Linked DNA regions of Hordeum vulgare: region 2 is linked to region 1. Evidence: chromatin contacts called from public Hi-C data. All regions are on one chromosome and are shown on one strand. Each heading gives the region's core, a stretch centred on a gene start, on an enhancer-like site or on the middle of the called end of the contact. The rest is flanking DNA. Distances are from core to core; before and after follow the strand shown.

Region 1 (3,374 bases), core at 635-3,134:
CAGAAAGATGGCAACAAGCAAGCATTGGCTGATCATGCTTGCATCCCACCAGAGAAATAAAAAAACAATAGCTTGATAATAAAGAAGCAGATAGATGTACCTGGTAACCATGGGAAAGATGTCCACCGTGAGGAAGATCCAGGGCCATAATTCTGTCATGTGGCTTCAGCAGAGCAGTGTATACATGGAAGTTGGCAGGTGAACCCGACAGAGGTTGCACATTCACTGCAGAGGCAGTAATTGGTCATGCAGGTAACTGGCCACCAACTTGGTGGAAGGACAATTATCACACCAAGATCATAGCGGTTAGCAACGCAAAACATTAAAAATATAGCAGAAGTGTCTAATCCCAGGTGTGTACCATATGTAGGCTTTGGAATTGACTAATATATTTTGGCTTGTAAATGGTGTGATGCACATATTCAAAACAGAAATCTCTTAAGCAACTTGACTACTTTAGATTGCTCTATTTCCCATCAAGTACCCTGGAAACTTTGTCAACTATGGAGAACACAAGATTGGCTCAAATCAGATCACCTTTTTCCCATTCTGCTGTCTCATTTGCGCCATCCAAAGCACTAGAATTAAAAAGGCTATTGGCTCCAGGTCCACATAAAGAATAGAATTTATAGAATACTTGGACTTAACCCATTAACTTTAGGATATTACTACTTTAGAAGATTACCCTATTTCCCATCAAGTAAAATTTTGCCAACGATGGAACATAATAATATTGGCTCAAATCAGATCATCTTATTTATTTTCATTCTGCTCTCTCATTTGCATCACCAAAAGCAGTAGAGAAAAAAAAAGACTAATGACTCTATGTCCACATAAAGGATATAATTTATAGGAAAACATCCTGCAGCGTCATTAGTTCTACCGGACACAAGAGAAGCTAAAAACGAAATTAATAACAAACCATCATCAAGATCTTACCTCCCCACTTCTCCGGGTCCAAATTGAAGGCCTCCAAAGCACGTTTCTGGCACAGCGTCTCGGCCATATCAATGTATCTGCGGGCAAGCAAAGCCAAAACAGGCACCGGTTCACATCACTGACCCCCCACATCCATTTAATTCCTGCTCCAAGCATATATTTTTTTTCAAATGTAAATAAATACAGAGAAGAGAAGGAACAGGGCCGTACTCGTTTCCACCGTAGTATCTGGCGCCGGGGTACCCCTCGCTGTACTTGTTCGTCATGACGGATCCCACGGCCTGCATCACCGACAGGGAGGTGAAGTTCTCCGACGGGATGAGCTCCAGCCCCTGCAAACCACCAGACAGGCCGACGCGATTCAGCACCGAGCACGATAGCAACCAATCATTTGGTAGCGGCGGTTGCTGGTTGGTGAAGGCGGCGGCAGAGACCTTCCATTGGCGGGCCTTCTCGAGCTCGATGATGTCGGCGATCTCCGGGTCGACCTCCTCCAGCGGCGCGTTGAGCTGCTTCGGCCACTGCGCTCGACGCGGGGAGGGGAGGGGAAGAAGGTAAGCACGGGGCAACAGACAAACAGACAAACAAACGGACAGGGAGCAATGGGCGGGCGCATCGGACATACGGTGACTGCGGATCTCTCCTCCGTCGCCGGCAGGGACGCCTGCGAAGACAAATCAAACAAGGGAAATGGATGAACACACGCCGGGCCATGATTGTTTCGGAACCGCCAAAGACGATTTATGAGAAGAAGAAGGAAAGGAGAAGAGGGGAGGGCGGCGTGGCGTGGCGTACCATGGAGTAGAGCGGCGTGAGGCGGGAGAGGGGCTGGCCGCGGGCGGAGAGCTTGCGGAGCGCCGTCGCCATGGCCATGGTGGGTGGTGGTGGTGGGCGGCCTCCTCCTCTGGGTAGGGGTTGGAGTGTCGGGTTTGGGAGGTAGTGGATCGCATGGCGTCCTTTATTTTAACTGGAGGCAGCAGATGTGGGCTGAGTGATCAGCATCCACCAGACGCATCGCCCTCACCAACCCCTCATTTTTTTCCTTTTCAGAAATTGGAATGGATATGGGAGATTTTTTTTCTTTTAGGGATTTCAATTCAACATGAATTTATCTGGATACCATTGGGAATTGCATTTACTAGCTGGATGCTCTTAATTTTTCCTTTTCCCTTTTAGCAAGAGGATAATTTATCTAGTTACCGTTGGAACTTAGCCTTTACTAGCAAAAACGACAATGAAAAACTCATGGTTCCAAGCAGGCTAGATTCGAATATGGGGTATTCAGATGCTGGTACAGGGTTAAGGATGCAGGTCCCACATGTCAGGCGTCCCTACATTTCACTCTAACTAGTTTATGGGAGGGTTAGCTCAAAGTATCCCCATCACCACCAACCGGAGCAGACAAGATTCTTCACAGAGAAAAATAAGCCGAAACAAACAACGATCCTGATCCTAGAGGCGCAGAGGATTTACTTGTATAAAAACTAGCCCATGTGGTTACTTAACTACCACTAATCAGAAAGCAGGACACCAAATAGCAAAGGAAGCAGCAGCTCGGGCCACTCAAGCTGCCATGTTATATATCCCACAACTTTGGCATCCATCACCTAACACCAGGAAAGCGACACCGCATTTCTTTCAAAAACTAAAAGACATGAAGGAAACAACGGAAATGTGTTTATCGGTCACAGCAACTGATTATGTTTTCACGTGAAAAGAAAACATATTAGAAATTAAAAATATATACCAGACACAACTAAATAGATATTTACTAGGTGCATGCCTGGGCATCAGAAAAAATAACTGCATGAATTAACAGCAATGCCAGAAGAAGAAAAATATATATGGAGAGGACATGGCCAGAGTGTTGCTGCATTGCCTACGTGCATACAGGCCACCCGAGCCCTATCTTTCCATGACCACAAGCCAAGCGTTCGTACTCGGATGTAGATAAAGCGATCAATCTCCGACTCAAATAATAACAATGAAATAAGAGAACGGGAATTGATTGATGATGATAAGCAGACAATTTCCTTTTTTTCCTCCTGTCACGAACTAACCAGTAACGTGTCACTTTGCAAGGCTATCCTTTGGATTTCCAATCAATCTGCACCTGCACAAAAAAGAAAAAAGAAAAAAAACAGAAACCAACAAGAGTGGACATAAGTTACTGCAAGGATCTCATTGGGGGATGATGGATACGTTCACATTACTAGCATGTCGAATAATCTAGCATTTAACTCTGATCATAGATCGACATTGAACATTTCTATTTACACCTGATCCACAAGGAATTGCAGAATTTGAACGGCATTTCCACAATTGCATATCCAACGCCTACGCTTTCCAGTATGCTACTTGGATCATGGAAAGGAGCTTCCAAAATATCGATATGTACAGGGAATGACTATTTACATTTTACAGCTTTACCAATT
Region 2 (3,419 bases), core at 912-3,411, 420 kb before region 1:
AGGATTATTATATAGTGAGAGAGACTAAGTGAATCACGATAGCATGATCTCGGTTGGGAAGTGGTTGCTTTAAGGCTCATGATTGACATATTTTTTCCGAAAGTGGCATAGAAAAGAAAGAATGTCATCATCCACGAAGTGATTATTTAATGTTGTAGCAATTAAGGCATCGACACCTCATGGATACCGAATCACGTATTGGATAGAAAACAAACATGTACAGCACCCAAGAAAACACATTCCTTGGATAAAGTGTGTTCTGATTATCATTGACACATTAGTTATCACAAGGCACTTGAGTAAGCTCATGGTTTGTATGCAGTTGTGCATTCTATAATAGTAGCATGTAAGTCATCACACCTTTACCAACAAAGTTGATGCATTATGGTGATTATAGCATCATCACGACTACTTTCTATAAATGTATAATATAGTAAAGAAAATCGTAGCAAAATAAAATTTACCCTACAAAGTATCAGATGAGCAGTTCTGCACTTTTTTTTATTTACACAACTATAAAAAAATCCACTATAAAAAGTATACCTGGGGTGAGGGGAACCCTTAATTGGCTTCTGCCCATACTTCCTCCATGAGTATTCATCTGGAGGTATATCAGCAATTTTGTTACTAATTGCGGGAACTTTAATCGTCCTCTTCACCCGCAACTTCCTGCTGAAATAGGATAGAGATAATTAATCATGGTGTCCTATCTTGAACAAAAAGAGTCAGAAACACCAAATATGTCAGATTTACTACCTTCTCTTTGAACAATGGCACCTGCCAGTTGCAGCACACTTGCCATTTCCATCCTCCCCACGCCCAGAGCACCGCCTCCTTGGAGCCTGCTGCGCGTTCACCGGGTCGCTCATAGCAGGCCCGCCGATCAAATGAAACGAGGAAGACTTGGCATCCAGGCTGGCCACGCTGCCATCCATGCTCAAAGACGACATGAAGGACCTCGCCGACGACATTGTGCCCGTGCCACTGGGGCTGTCAAACTTCAAGTTGATCCCGCTGTTGCTTCTCTTGAACATCTCGGCCCGCATCTTCTGCTGCTGCTGCTGGTGCTGGTGCTGGAACTGATTATACCGCGACGAATCGCCAAACTGGAAATGCGCGGACAATGGCTGGACCAGCTTGGGAGGCCCTCCGATTGGGTGCGCGGGCTGCGAATCCAAAATGCTGTTTCTAGGATACACCTGCGCGGAGCTGGTGGAAGGGTGTGCGCTGTTCAACACCACCACCGGGGTGTTGTTGTCCAAGAAGCCCTTCTGGCTGAGGAACCCGGGGGTCTGCCTCCTGCTGACAACCTTGGCTCTAGGATGGGTGGTTCCTCCGGAGGGCTCGTTGCCGAGGAGGGAGACCACCTTCCTGAACTTGGCACAGGCTTCGTCCGTCCCGAGAGCTATGCTCCGGAGCTGCTCCGGGCCCTGGGTCTGGGTGAGCAAGCCGAGCACTCTGTGGCAGCTCTCCACGGCCATCCTGTTGGCCTCCTCCACTTCCTCCATTTCGAGAAGCTCACCGGCACGTCGGTTACTCGGCAGCTCCCGCCGCGGCAGATCTGAAGAGCAGGAAATGGGAGAGAAAACTCGCTCAGATCTCAAGAAAAGCTCACCATGGCCACTCCGCGTCACTCGCGCGGCCACGCATCGGCCGTCACGATAGCAACAGGCCGATGGCCGGCCAAGAAAGCGGTCCCGGGCCGGATCACGGCGGAGGCCTAGGACTCAGGCGGAACCCCGAGAGGCGGCAGCAGCGGGCACCGAGAGAGAGAGAGAGGAAGACGGGCGTGGAGGACGAGCCCGCGGCGGCGAGAAGCGAGCGATTTGTTGCGTGCGGGCGCATCAAACGGGGGGCAACAACAACAACCCCACCACCACCACCGCACCCCCCCTCCCAAGATTCCCGCAAGAAAGAACCGCCCGCCCGCGCAAGCGAGCCGCGCGGCACGAGGCGAGGCGGCTGCGGAGCAGCAGCAGGGACGCCGCGACTCACCTCGGGGCGGCGCGCGATGAACCCGGGGCCACGGGCTCGGAAGCGACGGACGACGGACGACGATCGGCCCCCCACGCACCAGCGGCGACCGGTTTAGCGGAAGGTGTGAAGGAAGGAGCCAAGGGGAGACCGGGGAGTAATTCTCCGTCGTCGTTTGTTTCTCTTGCAGCCGAGGGCCGCCGGCCCGTATAATATTGCGGGCCGGGCCCCTCGCGCCGTGGAAAATGCGTCGCCGCCTGGACGGATCCGGGCCGTCCGAGCGGCGATGGACGGACGGGGATGTGTTTGGGAAGGGGTTGTGGATTAGTTTAGTGGCGAGATGGGATGGGGATGGGGATGGGGTGATGGGGTGGGTCAAAACGTCAAAGGAGGGAGGGAGGGACATGGGTCAGTCAGTGTGGTGTGGTGTGATTCATTGTTGACCATTGCTCCTCCTCGGGTCACATGGTGGGAAAGGTCGGGCGGGGGGCACACATGAGATGCGGACAATTCGTTCGTGCCATACTTTAATGTGCCGGATTCGGACAAGGGTGGGAGAAACTTTATTATTATTTACCTAACTCACATGAAGACGGGCTCCTTTTTTATTGTGGGAGGGAGATTTTACATCGCCATCTGTTACTTACTTGGGAAAAGAAGTGGTGGCGATTCACGAATATGTCAAAATTTGGAGCTTGGCGTACTCCCTTCGTTCTTATTTACTCTGCATGTTACTAGCTTTGAGTGACGTAAACCTTTCTAAAATCCGACCAAGGTTATAAAAGACAATATAACAATTTACAGTGACACATTTATATGATGTGAAAAATGCATGCGATGATGAGTTTAATGGTATTGATTTGATGGGTGTATATGTTAATACATTTTTCTACAAATTTATCGAAAGTATTTAAGGTTTGAATTTATACAAACCTAATATGTTGAGAGTGCTTCGCAACATCTGCTTCAAGACACTTCCGGTTTTAATATGTAGATTCCCTCCGTGTATAGTTTCAAGCACAAATATAATTCGTTTACAAGGTGAACAAAAGAAAAAATCGACAATGATTAGTGCTGAACAGCAAATTGCTAATCTTTTACATATTATATAATTCCTTCGTAAAGTAGTGATCTAAACGTTTTTGTATTTCTTTACGAAGGTAGTACTTCGTAAATGAAATTTAAGAGGTGAAAAGGGGGAAAACGGCAACGAATAGTGCTAAACAGTCAATTGCTAGTTTTCCTTCATAGTGTCCTGAACTTGGAACTTCACATGCAAATAGGTCTTCCGAGAGCATTACAGTCGGACCTTGTAAATCCAGCCCTTAAATGTTTATGGACACGTTCGTCTAGTGACCGGGCTTGTTCTTTATTTACCCGTCCGCGTAATCATATTTTTTATTTTCTTACTCATATGTCCGATCACTTGCACGTAATTGATGAAG

What was found. A called contact is a pair of places that touch in the nucleus more often than the background predicts.
Region 2: a Hi-C map of leaf shows a contact between it and region 1, with 6 times the contacts expected there. The contact joins the promoter of LOC123447721 here to the promoter of LOC123447720 in region 1. A contact is called at or near these places in 2 of 6 Hi-C or Micro-C datasets (both in leaf) and 1 of 1 datasets of contacts at active chromatin or transcription factors (embryo).

Annotation. Positions count from the first base shown.
Region 1 is chr4H:31,502,776-31,506,149 of MorexV3_pseudomolecules_assembly, reverse strand. LOC123447720 (serine hydroxymethyltransferase 1, mitochondrial) reads right to left here and starts at 1,884. Exons shown (of 16, transcript XM_045124355.1): 1 at 1,735-1,884; 2 at 1,565-1,603; 3 at 1,374-1,460; 4 at 1,150-1,271; 5 at 940-1,016; 6 at 101-225. The coding sequence starts at 1,812.
Region 2 is chr4H:31,927,684-31,931,102 of MorexV3_pseudomolecules_assembly, reverse strand. It overlaps LOC123447721 (probable WRKY transcription factor 74), which reads right to left and starts at 2,161. Exons shown (of 4, transcript XM_045124359.1): 1 at 1,996-2,161; 2 at 757-1,561; 3 at 544-669. The coding sequence starts at 1,508.